Linked DNA regions of Hordeum vulgare: region 1 is linked to region 2. The links are chromatin contacts, called in public Hi-C maps. All regions are on one chromosome and are shown on one strand. Each heading gives the region's core, a stretch centred on a gene start, on an enhancer-like site or on the middle of the called end of the contact. The rest is flanking DNA. Distances are from core to core; before and after follow the strand shown. Region 1 holds the start of LOC123443004 (aromatic aminotransferase ISS1). Region 2 holds the start of LOC123443002 (transcription factor GTE8-like).

Region 1 (5,209 bases), core at 17-2,516, 300 kb before region 2:
TAGCAGAAGGCACATGGGTGTTTTTGTCTTGCATGGTAACGGCTTTATGTGCAAGGGTTGCTAACATGGGGACATGATCCAATGCTAAGGAATATATAATTCCAGATGAAAAGAAGTACCTTCTCGAGAAGTGCTTCTCGAAGCTCGGGAAGGCCATCATCAGCACCATATTTACTGGTTGCTGGTTCCCATACAACTTCCTTGACCTTGTTCAGGGCTGTCTCAGGAGGTTGCCAATAAACAACTCCCTGCATTCAAGATTTGCCCAAGATTACAAGAAGACAACCGATGGATCTCTTGTAAATACGCATGGCCTGCTCGCCTTGATAGGAAAACATCAGACACAATTCTGTCACAAACAGATGTGGGGTGTATCACTTCGCACAAACACCATTTCAGGAAACCTAACCCATGGGCGTAAATCATGTCAATCTCCGATCCCCCATGCTTGATATTATATAATCATTTTTAAAAGACAGTGCATGATATATACAGTCAATAGCCGTGTTACGTTGAACATATCAAGTTATCACGTGTAACCTACTCCTGAATTACCTTACAATAAGTTGAAAGATTTACAGAGACAAGATAGGGGTTCACTGATCCATTAAGTTCACATTTTGCCTTTCTTTTCCGCGATCTTTTTTTCATACCATTAGCCTAGGATCCCTCCAAACAACACTCCAGGAACAAACACAATGGAAGAAGTAACTGCAGGCAGGCAGGCAAGCAGGGGTTACCTGCGCAAGCGACATCACATCCGTGGCCCCTCGAAGCAGCTCTTGTATCTGCAAAGAAAAAGACAAGAAATTGTTTGGGGATAATAAAGGCAGGAGATTGTTGAGGAGGTGGGGAGGCCTGTATCACCTTCACCATGACCGGCGCCTCCGTCTCCACGCACCTCTTGGCCAGCTTGGCGAAGCTGCCCATGGCCTCCGGGGACCTCCGAGAAGCTGGAAAGTGGGGATTCGGGAGACGGATTTGAGCCGGAGATCCGAGGAGAGGAAGCAGGGAAGGCAGGCGGGGCGGGGCGGGGCTAAGAAGGCGTGGAACTGGGAGGAAGGGCGGCCTAAATAATTCCCGGACAAGGACCTCTGGCTCTGGGTCCGTAGTCGCCAACTGATCCCGAGCGAGCTCGCTCACCAACCCCAGAGCCGGAGGACTGGGCACTGGGCAGGCAGACAAGGAAGAAAACTAGTGAGAGATTCGAGGAGCCCGGACTCTTTTTTTCCCACTGTTTTTTTGTTCTTCTTTTCTGTCTCTTCCCGTGGACTTTCCTGGCCAGGAGGAGGAGGAGGTGGATAAGCGTTGAGCGCGCGCGCTCTCTCTCTCTCTCCTTCCTGGGACTAATTTGTCTTGATTTTATTAAGATGAAAACGGAAGGCATGCAATTTTTATTTTATTTTTTGCGGGTGAAAAGGCATGCAATTCTATTGAGAGAAAGACAATGTAGCACTAGTGTTTTTAGCAGCCGTTCGGTGTCAAAATAAAATGAGAGTTCTTTTGCTGCTTGGGGATTTAGAGCAATTTTAACCGAACGATCCATTTCATCCGAACGTGTTTGTTGGTTCTGCGCGGAAAAAAGATGACTCAACGCGGAGTCTTATTTCTGTTTTACATTCGCTTTGTGTTTGTTCGTACCTATTTTCGTTCCAAATTTAAGACACATTTATGTGTCCCCTCGTTCGTGTGTGTCCGGGCTTGTCCCGTTTGTCATCCATCCACCTCTTTTTGTTCTTTATTTTATTCACTGGACCACTGGTTGCTTTCGCAGGTCGATGCCGTTGCGCCGCCGAACCTCGCCGTTGTCGTAGGTCGCTGCCGCCACACCGTTGAACCTGCCTCGCCGATCGCGGGGTGGAGCGCGCCCGGCTATTTGTCCCCGCCCCACTAAGCAGCATCGTCATGGAGAACTCGTGCTCCTACCGCACATGTGCACCGGTGTGGTGGCGTCCGTGCTCACGCGGCGTCGCCTAGCCTCGTCATGCTCACCGCCCAGTCACCATGCTCACCGCAAGCTCAGGGCTACAGTGGAGGCCGCGGGGGCAGGGTGGTGCCTCGTGCTCGGCTCGGAGTTGCGGCGGGGCTATGGTGGCAGCTGCGGAGTGTGGCGGCGCGGCTCGGAGCTCCGGGAGGACATATCCTATGCACCGAGCAAATATGTGCATCCATTGCACCACTAAGTTTTAGGCCAATAGATGAAAAAAGAGTGGCCCGGATTTGGTCACAAATGAGAGAGTATGCCATTTTGCAAAGACACCCCTTCATTTTATAAAAATCAACCCGAACTGCACATTTCTTCTTCCTAAATCGTGTACGTTCAGATTTTTTTGGCTCAAACACAAAAAGGATGATATATTTTAAATCAAATTTCTAATTTTGGATCGGTTTTGGTTGTTGTATTTATCTTGGCGAGACCTTTGAGAGAATATCAACAGTGGACATATTTTGATTTATCTTTTTTGCTTTTAAAACTGTACTCAGAACTTGATGTTTGGTCACAGATCTCATCGAAACAATGATGTTAGTAAAAACAGTTCTGAAATTCGACATCCCATTCAAAGAATATATTACCCGGTTTTATTTGGACAAAAAATAAATAAACAAACAACTTTACCGATGGAAGGCTAAGAATGTGAGAAATGGGGTGCGGGTTGATTTCTAAACAATAAAAGGTCCACTTTGTAAATATACCAGCTATCCATCTCTCTAGCCATATCATCTCCCTCTATTTTCTATCCAATGGCTCATCTAGCATCGATGCATTGGGTGCCTGAATTAGGTCGGTGCACTCGATACGTCCTCGAGCTCCGGGTAGCTGGACGTGGTGGGGCGGGACCTAAAGGATGTGGCGAGCAGCAGGACGAGCGCTACAGGGGTGCGGCAGGAGCAATAAGGCGGGAGTTGGGTGAGCAGCAAGGCGGAGTTGCGGGGCAGGAGTAGCAGGAGCGCCCATTGCGCGAAGACGACACTTGTGCACCGGCGTCAAGCTCCCTGCTTGCTTGCTACGTGTTTGATCAAATGATGAGACGAACATATATCAAAAAATGTGTCTATTCCGTTAAACGCATCAACCATTCATTTTTTTAAAACGGAAACGTTTCCCTTAGAAAAAAGGCGGACACGTATGAGCGGACGTACGATCCAAAATAACAAAATCTACTTCGGTCTGTTGGAGTGGCTTTTAGGCCTTGTTTGATCGCACAGGGTTTGAAGAGGTTTGTAGGGGATTATCTCCGAGGGGATCAGAAACCCCGCAATTCCCCGCATGTTTATTTGGTGGACAGGGTTTGTGGTGAGCAAACTCCTTCAATCCTTTCTAATCCCCTTCGATTTCTTCCTACCCACGCGGCTCAAAAACCTTATTTTATGGCTCAGGGAATTGACAATTGAGAGGATTTGAAAGGATTTGGTGGAAGAAAGGGATTCATCAAATCCTCGGACCCCCTCCCTTCCTCTCTCCATCCACCCCTTCATGCCAAACAAGGTCTTAAGGGGCAGTATTTAACGCGGACAATTCTGGTCAAACAAATGGCCAGGTATTGTAGACGGAAACAGCCTCCTTTTGGGAGGTGAGGCTAAAGAACCCTAGAAGGTACGTACCACCGGTGCTAGATCTCTGGTGAGGAACACTTTCCGTTTCCTAGGGAAATCTGGGACTAGTATTATACTCCAGGTGCGAACAAAAAAGGCCCGGAGATGGAGGCAGAGACCCGGCCAGCCAGCCAGTCAGCACGCACGCACCAGACACGGATGAGGGTGGCACCACACCACCAACCCCGCGAGGGGAGTCCACGGCGACGCGCGATTGATGTCATCGATCGATCAACTCTATCTATCTACTACCCGCACGAGGAGAACGAGGAGGGAAGGAGTGGCCTTCTCGGCTTGGCTTGGCTTCTTACCGGGCGGTCGGGAGTCTGGGCGTGGGCGTGGCCGCGGCGGGTGACGACGACTGTACGCCGTTCGTCCGGTCCCCGGCTCAAGGCTGGGTTCTGATTTGTACGCGATGGGCGAGTGGGTGGTTGCGTCGTCGGGTCCCTGTCGCGGCGTGCGTGCCGTGCGTGAACTGGGCTGGCTCGGATCGGTTTCAGGCGTGAGCGGTGACGTGACGCCGGCCATATGATGCGGCATGGAGCTGGAGGTTTGGGGGACGGCATGGAATCATGCATTCGGTGCTCAGGCCGACTTCAAGGCATGTTCACGTTTGGTCCGTCCCTGCCTGTTTGTTTGGGTGGAATGGGCACACAAAACGCGGCACAAGCCGATGCAAACGGACAAGTGTTTGTTTTTCGTCCGTTCGCGATTCATTTCAGATTTAAATTTAAACCTGGTTCATATCCAAATGAATAGGCCGTGGACGTGCATGACGCCTGCCTATGTCTTTTCTCTCGCCCGCGTATCGGGGATATTTTTTCCCGTTTCCCTTTTTCCTCGCAAAACCTTCCCGTCCTCCCTCCTTTCGCCTTGACCCGACCACCGCCGCCATCCTGACAACCACTGTCACCTACCGAGAAATGTTTCTTATTTCAATTTATTTTTCTTCTATAAAATAATTCAGAATTTTTCAAAATTTTGTATTTTAAAGGTTTTGAGTTTTGGAAAAACGAATCATGAAATCATAAAATGTTTGGTAATTTAAATAAAGTTTCAGGAAAACATAAAATGTTCACGGACTAAAAAATGTTGATGATTTTAAAGAACTGTTCCGATATCGTAAAAGAATTCAAAATTTTGAAAAATATATTCGTCCAATATAAAATATTCAAGATTTTGAAAATGATAATGTATTCAAAACATATCCATGAATTCAAAGAAAATGTGTGTGAAATTTGATAAAATGTAACAAAATTTGATAACATGGACACCGGGGCCATCATCAACGAGGATGGCAAAAAAAATAAGTGGTAATATGATGGGCCATCGTGGTAAAATAAAAAAATAGAGAACGCTCATATGTTAGGATATTGAGCCATATTTATTTGGCTATAACGTAATATTTTTATTTACCGTTGCAACGCACGGGCATATTTGCTATATATCTATCCCTACTAATAAAGCACCTATTGCTTGTGTGGTATGTCATTAAAATTGCCTTCAAAATTCTCTAATATTACCCACCAATGCCACTATATACGTTATAAAATACGTTTAGGGACCAGTTATACTACGTTCTGCTCGCTGAAAAATACACAGCACCCGCCATTTG
Region 2 (5,197 bases), core at 792-3,291:
ATACCTCTTCTTTTCACCTTTTTCAGATGTATATATACTTGAGAATCACTAGCAAATATGCCCGTGCGTTGCAACGGAGACAAAAAATAGTATGTGCTATAGATATATAAGCATTTTTTATGATTGATTTAATACCCTCACATATGAACATCCTCTCTTTTAACATGGTGGCTCATCATGTTGCCACTTAACTTTCTCTCCCACCCTCATTGATGATGGTCACGATGTTCACGTGAGCACAATACTTTTAACATGCTAAATTCTAAGGTGATGAGCTTGCCACTTCACGCCACACTTGTCATTATGTTGCGTAAGCAAATACTTAAAAGTTTTAAAACAAATCTCATCGATCACAAACTACTCCCACGTCTATACATATAAAGACTTTCGGAAATCTAATCAAATCCTAGACATAGAAGACTTTGAATTGGTGAATAGCTTTTAAATTGTCATTTTTTGAAATTTTGGATTTTCACAAAAAAATCACGAACATTAGTTTTGTTTACGAAGATTTTCTGAAATGCATAAAAAGTTTTCAAGTTCATGAGCATTTTTTGACTCAACAAACATTTTTTAGATTACTCTACCTTTTTAAAACCAGGGAACAATTTTTTTTACTTTTTGTGTACATTTTATAAATTTGATGGACACTTATTTCCGATTCCCGAATATGTTTTGAACACACGATCATTTTTTCAAAATCACGAGCATAATCATTTCCCGTCTATTTTTTCAAATCTTGATTTTTTTACAAATACACCAATATTGTTTGAATCCACGAAACTTTTATGATTTCCTAAAAAAAATTGAATTCACATACAATTTATAATTTTGCGAACATTTTTATAATTCACCACTTTGGAAATTTAGATATGCCGAATTAATTTATACTCCCTCCATTTCTAAATATAAGACCTAATAAAAATTACACCATAAACTATATACGGATGCATGTAGACATATTTTATAGTGTAGATTCACTCATTTTGCTCCGTATATAGTGTTCTAGTGAAATCTCAAAAATGTCTTATATTTAAAAACGGGGGAGTAGAAATATGAGAACAAAATGAGAAAAGAAGAAAGAAAAACGAACAAAAATAAAAGAGTCCAACCCCGCACACGCCGGCCTGGCTCATGAAGGGAGGACACTGCGTGAGAAAAGGATTGAAAGGAAAAACTGTACAGGATGGGGATCAAACGCTGGTCACCTACGTAGAACAACAATGCCTTAGTCACTATGGCGGACGAGTGTCTGTGCTCTCTTTTCGTATCATCTCTTTATAATAACAAACCAAACTGCAACTGTGGGAAAATCTGAAACGTTTTTTACTTATGGGTGGCATAGTGGGTAATTTATATCAACTTTAGGGATAGTATTAATGACGAACGACAGAAACACTAATTGCTTTATTATTAAAATAAAGAATAGAAACATGACTAATCATCCATTCACTTTCGTTTAATCTCGTTTTACTCTAATAGTTTTGATGATCCAACGGTAAATAGGAATTTTCCTATCCCGTACGTGGTTTGCTCGCTTCATTTTTGACGAGAAGAAATCCGTCGCTCCACTTCACAAGAGAGAAACACCCAGCAGGCAGACAAAGGAGTCTCAAGACCCACCTGCTTCCACGTGTCACCAGCCTTCACCTCCAAGTCACACCGCTCCCCAAATCCAGCAGGCCGTCACCCGCACCCAGATCCCGCGTGCCGGACAAAAGACGGCTGCTCCCCAAACAGCACGGGACCGAACGAAACCTACCCAACCCCAATGACACGCGGGCCCGGAAACCTCGTCGCCCCACGGTACATCGTCGGACAGCGCGCGATCCTTCTCCAAACCAGAAACCTTCTGGAAGAAAGTCAAAGCGCGCTCCGCTCCACGTCACGCCGGTCCCGGCGGGCCCCGCGCCTACATCTCCCCCTCTGCCCGTCCGATCCCCGCGAACCGACGGCCACGATCCGGCACGCACCGCCCACCGCACCCCGCCTCTCCTATAAATACCCACCTAGAGGGAGCGCCCGTCCCCCGCGCGTCAAGTCGCATCGAATCGTACCGTTTCGCTCCGCTCTTCTCAGCTCCGGTCCACTTCGGGTCTAGACTGGACTCGTGCGCAGGAACCGACTCTACTTTGGGTTCGGGCTCGGTCGCTTCGGCGAGGACAAGGGGTTCGGGCTCGGTCGCTTCGTCGAGGAAAAGGATAAGCAGCCACGGACGCCCACCGCATCGCACCCTGCACCTCCCGTCTCACCCGACGCCGCGGCCGGAGCCCGGAGAATCCACGCCGCGGCCGCTCGCCGTCCCGCTCCCAGGAGGCCCCGTGGCCCGCCCGCACGGTGACCCGGCGGCAGTCCTGCCCACAGTAGGCAGAGGGCGGAGGCGCTAGCCGGCTCACCGTCGAGCCACAGCGGCGGATCTGTCCTCGAGCCACAGCCGCCGAGGGCGTTGACGCCGGGCAGGGGATCACGGGGCGCCCCACGGTCTCGTTCCAGATGCCAACGACCTCAATCTCCAAGCCTAAGGTGAATTAATCCCCTTCCAATCTGAATTTCATTCGTTGACATGTGCATTTGTAGCTTCTGTCTGGATTTAGATCTGACTGATTTCACTAGTAAAAACATAACAAATGATGCTGCCATATCCCGCTTTCAAGCCATGACATAGGCTCGCTTGGCACGGATTGGTCCCAGGGCCAGGTGTAATGTTAGGGTTTTGCTGCACAGCATGTAAATCTCGGTTTGTGTGCTTTCGTTTCAACCGGCAAGAGATTTGAATTTGGTTTCTGAAGCTGTTTGTCGTTATTCTGCAGATCCGCGCCTCGCTGGCGCCTGGTTACATGGGACCAACGGTCCGCATGGAGTCTGGCCCGCAGATTCAGACTAAACGGAGTTATGATGAAATAGCCTACCGTGGCGCGGGTTACGCAGAGACTGTGGGTGAGTCAGGCAGCCCTGTTCGTGTTGGCTCGGAAGATTTCTCTGTGCCAAAACGCAAGTGCATCAGCCTTAATAGTGATGGCTTTGATGTCAAGCGAGAGATCTTTGTCCCGTCTAAGATGTCGTCGTCTGAGCGGCGCTACCTTCGGAAGAGATTCCGGACAGAGCTTGATTCGGTTCGAGAACTCCTCAAGAAGCCAGAGTTTTTGTCCATCATGCCTGTCAGCAAAGCACCTGCGTTCTCATCGTCAGCTGCCCCTAGATCTAAAAAAGTGCAACGGGGAAGCCATGTTGTCCGTGGTGCCAAGGGACGCTTCTTGCCAACAAAACCCCGGCCTGAAACGTCTACAGTGTTGCCTGAAGCTACAATTCTGAAGCAGTGCGAAGCTATCCTTAAGAAGCTGATGACTCAGAAATGTAGTCATATTTTTAATGATCCAGTAGACGTGGAAAAGCTGAACCTTCCAGATTATAATGACATTATCAAGCACCCGATGGACCTTGGGACCATCAAGAAGAAGCTAGATTCTGGTTCCTACGCAAGTCCATATGATTTTGCAGCTGATGTCAGGCTGACCTTTAACAATGCGATAACTTATAATCCTCGAGGGCATGTAGTGCATGATCTGGCCATTCAACTGAATAAAATGTTTGAGTCCAGATGGAGAACAGTTGAGAAGAAGTTAGCTACTGCCGCCACTAAGCCACATGTTGAGGCTGATAGGGCTGACTCAAAGAGGAGGAAGACCCCTCCTGTGGACCGAAGTAACCTATCAATAGACCCTGTCAGGCTAACTGAGATTGTGAAGCCAAAGATGACATCCAAGGAGAGAGAAACCTTTGGAGACTGCTTAACTTCTTTGACCGAGGGCCCAGAAGAATTACCTGGTCACATCATTGATTTGTTACAGCAGTGTATTGACAACAAAGCAGAGCACATTGGGGATGGAGAGATAGAGATTGATATCCATGCACTCAGTGATGAAGTATTATTTGAACTGAAGAGGCATGTTGACGCGTATTTGCAAGAAAGAGATCATCAGCAGACAAAATCTCAGCCTTCTGAGAATGAGGCTGTGAATGTTTCTGGCCTCAGTCACTCGTCCACAAATCCCTGCAGAGGTATTTTATCATGTACCCTTTGAGGTTCTCAATAGAATTAACTTCAACGCCATCAATGCAGTTGTTAGAGATCGTCCTTTTTGTGCACTCAGGTTCTGAGCCTGTTGAGGAAGATGTCGACATTTGTGGCAATGCATCCCCTATATTGATAGAGAAGGATCCACAGATCAGAACTGACAAATGTGGCAGCCCAAGTAGTTCCAGCAGTGACTCAGGATCTTCATCCAGCGGTGTGTACATATGAGTTATTTAGTTATCTATATTTGTGTTCATCATAGGATACATCCTTGTAAAACATGTTTCTCCTAGACACTGCTCTTATTACTTTGATTCTTTGACTGTCTCTGTATGTTCCTTCTCATGCTCTTTTTATATAGATGTTTGTGCTTACGCTAGTTCATATTTCTTAATATATCTGCGGCTAAACTTTAGTGAACTTTGAATTTATGACTTCACGTAAGGTTGTGAAGCAAAAAAAGTTCACTTTAAGTGGTACCATCTGAAATTCCGAATATTATATGAGCTTGACATGTGCTTCAAATTTGTGCTTGCTGTTTATTTTTTGAAACTATTATTATATTTCATGAGACTTAGCAGTATACATAGAAACTTAACTATATAGTTAGGGTTTCATGATGTCAGTGTCACACAGATGGCACTGATTCTTAGTGAACTGATGTGGTGCAAGGAGTCATGCATAGCTGCAAGGGCACCATAGATGCTTTCTAGAAATTATTATTGGGAACTACAGATACTTTGTACCAGTTACTCCATCCGTCCCAAATTAAGTGTCAACTTTAGTACAAAGTTGTATTGAAGTCGAGACACTTATTTCGAGACGGAGGGAGTATTATTTTTTAAACAGTCAGCCCAGTTGTCTACAAGACCCTACTGTATTGATATATCTATCACGTAAAGGTGTCCTCAGATCGTATTTGCTATGTTGGTAATGCAGATTCTGACTCAGGCAGCGACATTGAAAGTGAACCAGAAAAAGTTGTTAGCCCAGCAAAGCTTGTGAAGGTACTTTGGCAAATTTTTACTGAGTGATCCTTCAGTTAAGCCAGTTAATAAAATAAGGACTACTCCCTCCGTTCCTAAATATATGTCTTTTTAGAGATTTTATTAGGGGACTACA

What was found. A called contact is a pair of places that touch in the nucleus more often than the background predicts.
Region 1: a contact with region 2 is called in a Hi-C map of leaf, with 4 times the contacts expected there. The contact joins the promoter of LOC123443004 here to the promoter of LOC123443002 in region 2. A contact is called at or near these places in 3 of 6 Hi-C or Micro-C datasets (leaf and seedling) and 1 of 1 datasets of contacts at active chromatin or transcription factors (embryo).

The regions. Positions count from the first base shown.
Region 1 is chr3H:69,244,210-69,249,418 of MorexV3_pseudomolecules_assembly, reverse strand. It overlaps LOC123443004 (aromatic aminotransferase ISS1), which reads right to left and starts at 1,266. Exons shown (of 9, transcript XM_045119213.1): 1 at 868-1,266; 2 at 741-788; 3 at 120-248. The coding sequence starts at 930.
Region 2 is chr3H:68,945,036-68,950,232 of MorexV3_pseudomolecules_assembly, reverse strand. It overlaps LOC123443002 (transcription factor GTE8-like), which reads left to right and starts at 2,041. Exons shown (of 10, transcript XM_045119210.1): 1 at 2,041-2,523; 2 at 2,811-4,059; 3 at 4,152-4,289; 4 at 5,015-5,082. The coding sequence starts at 2,494.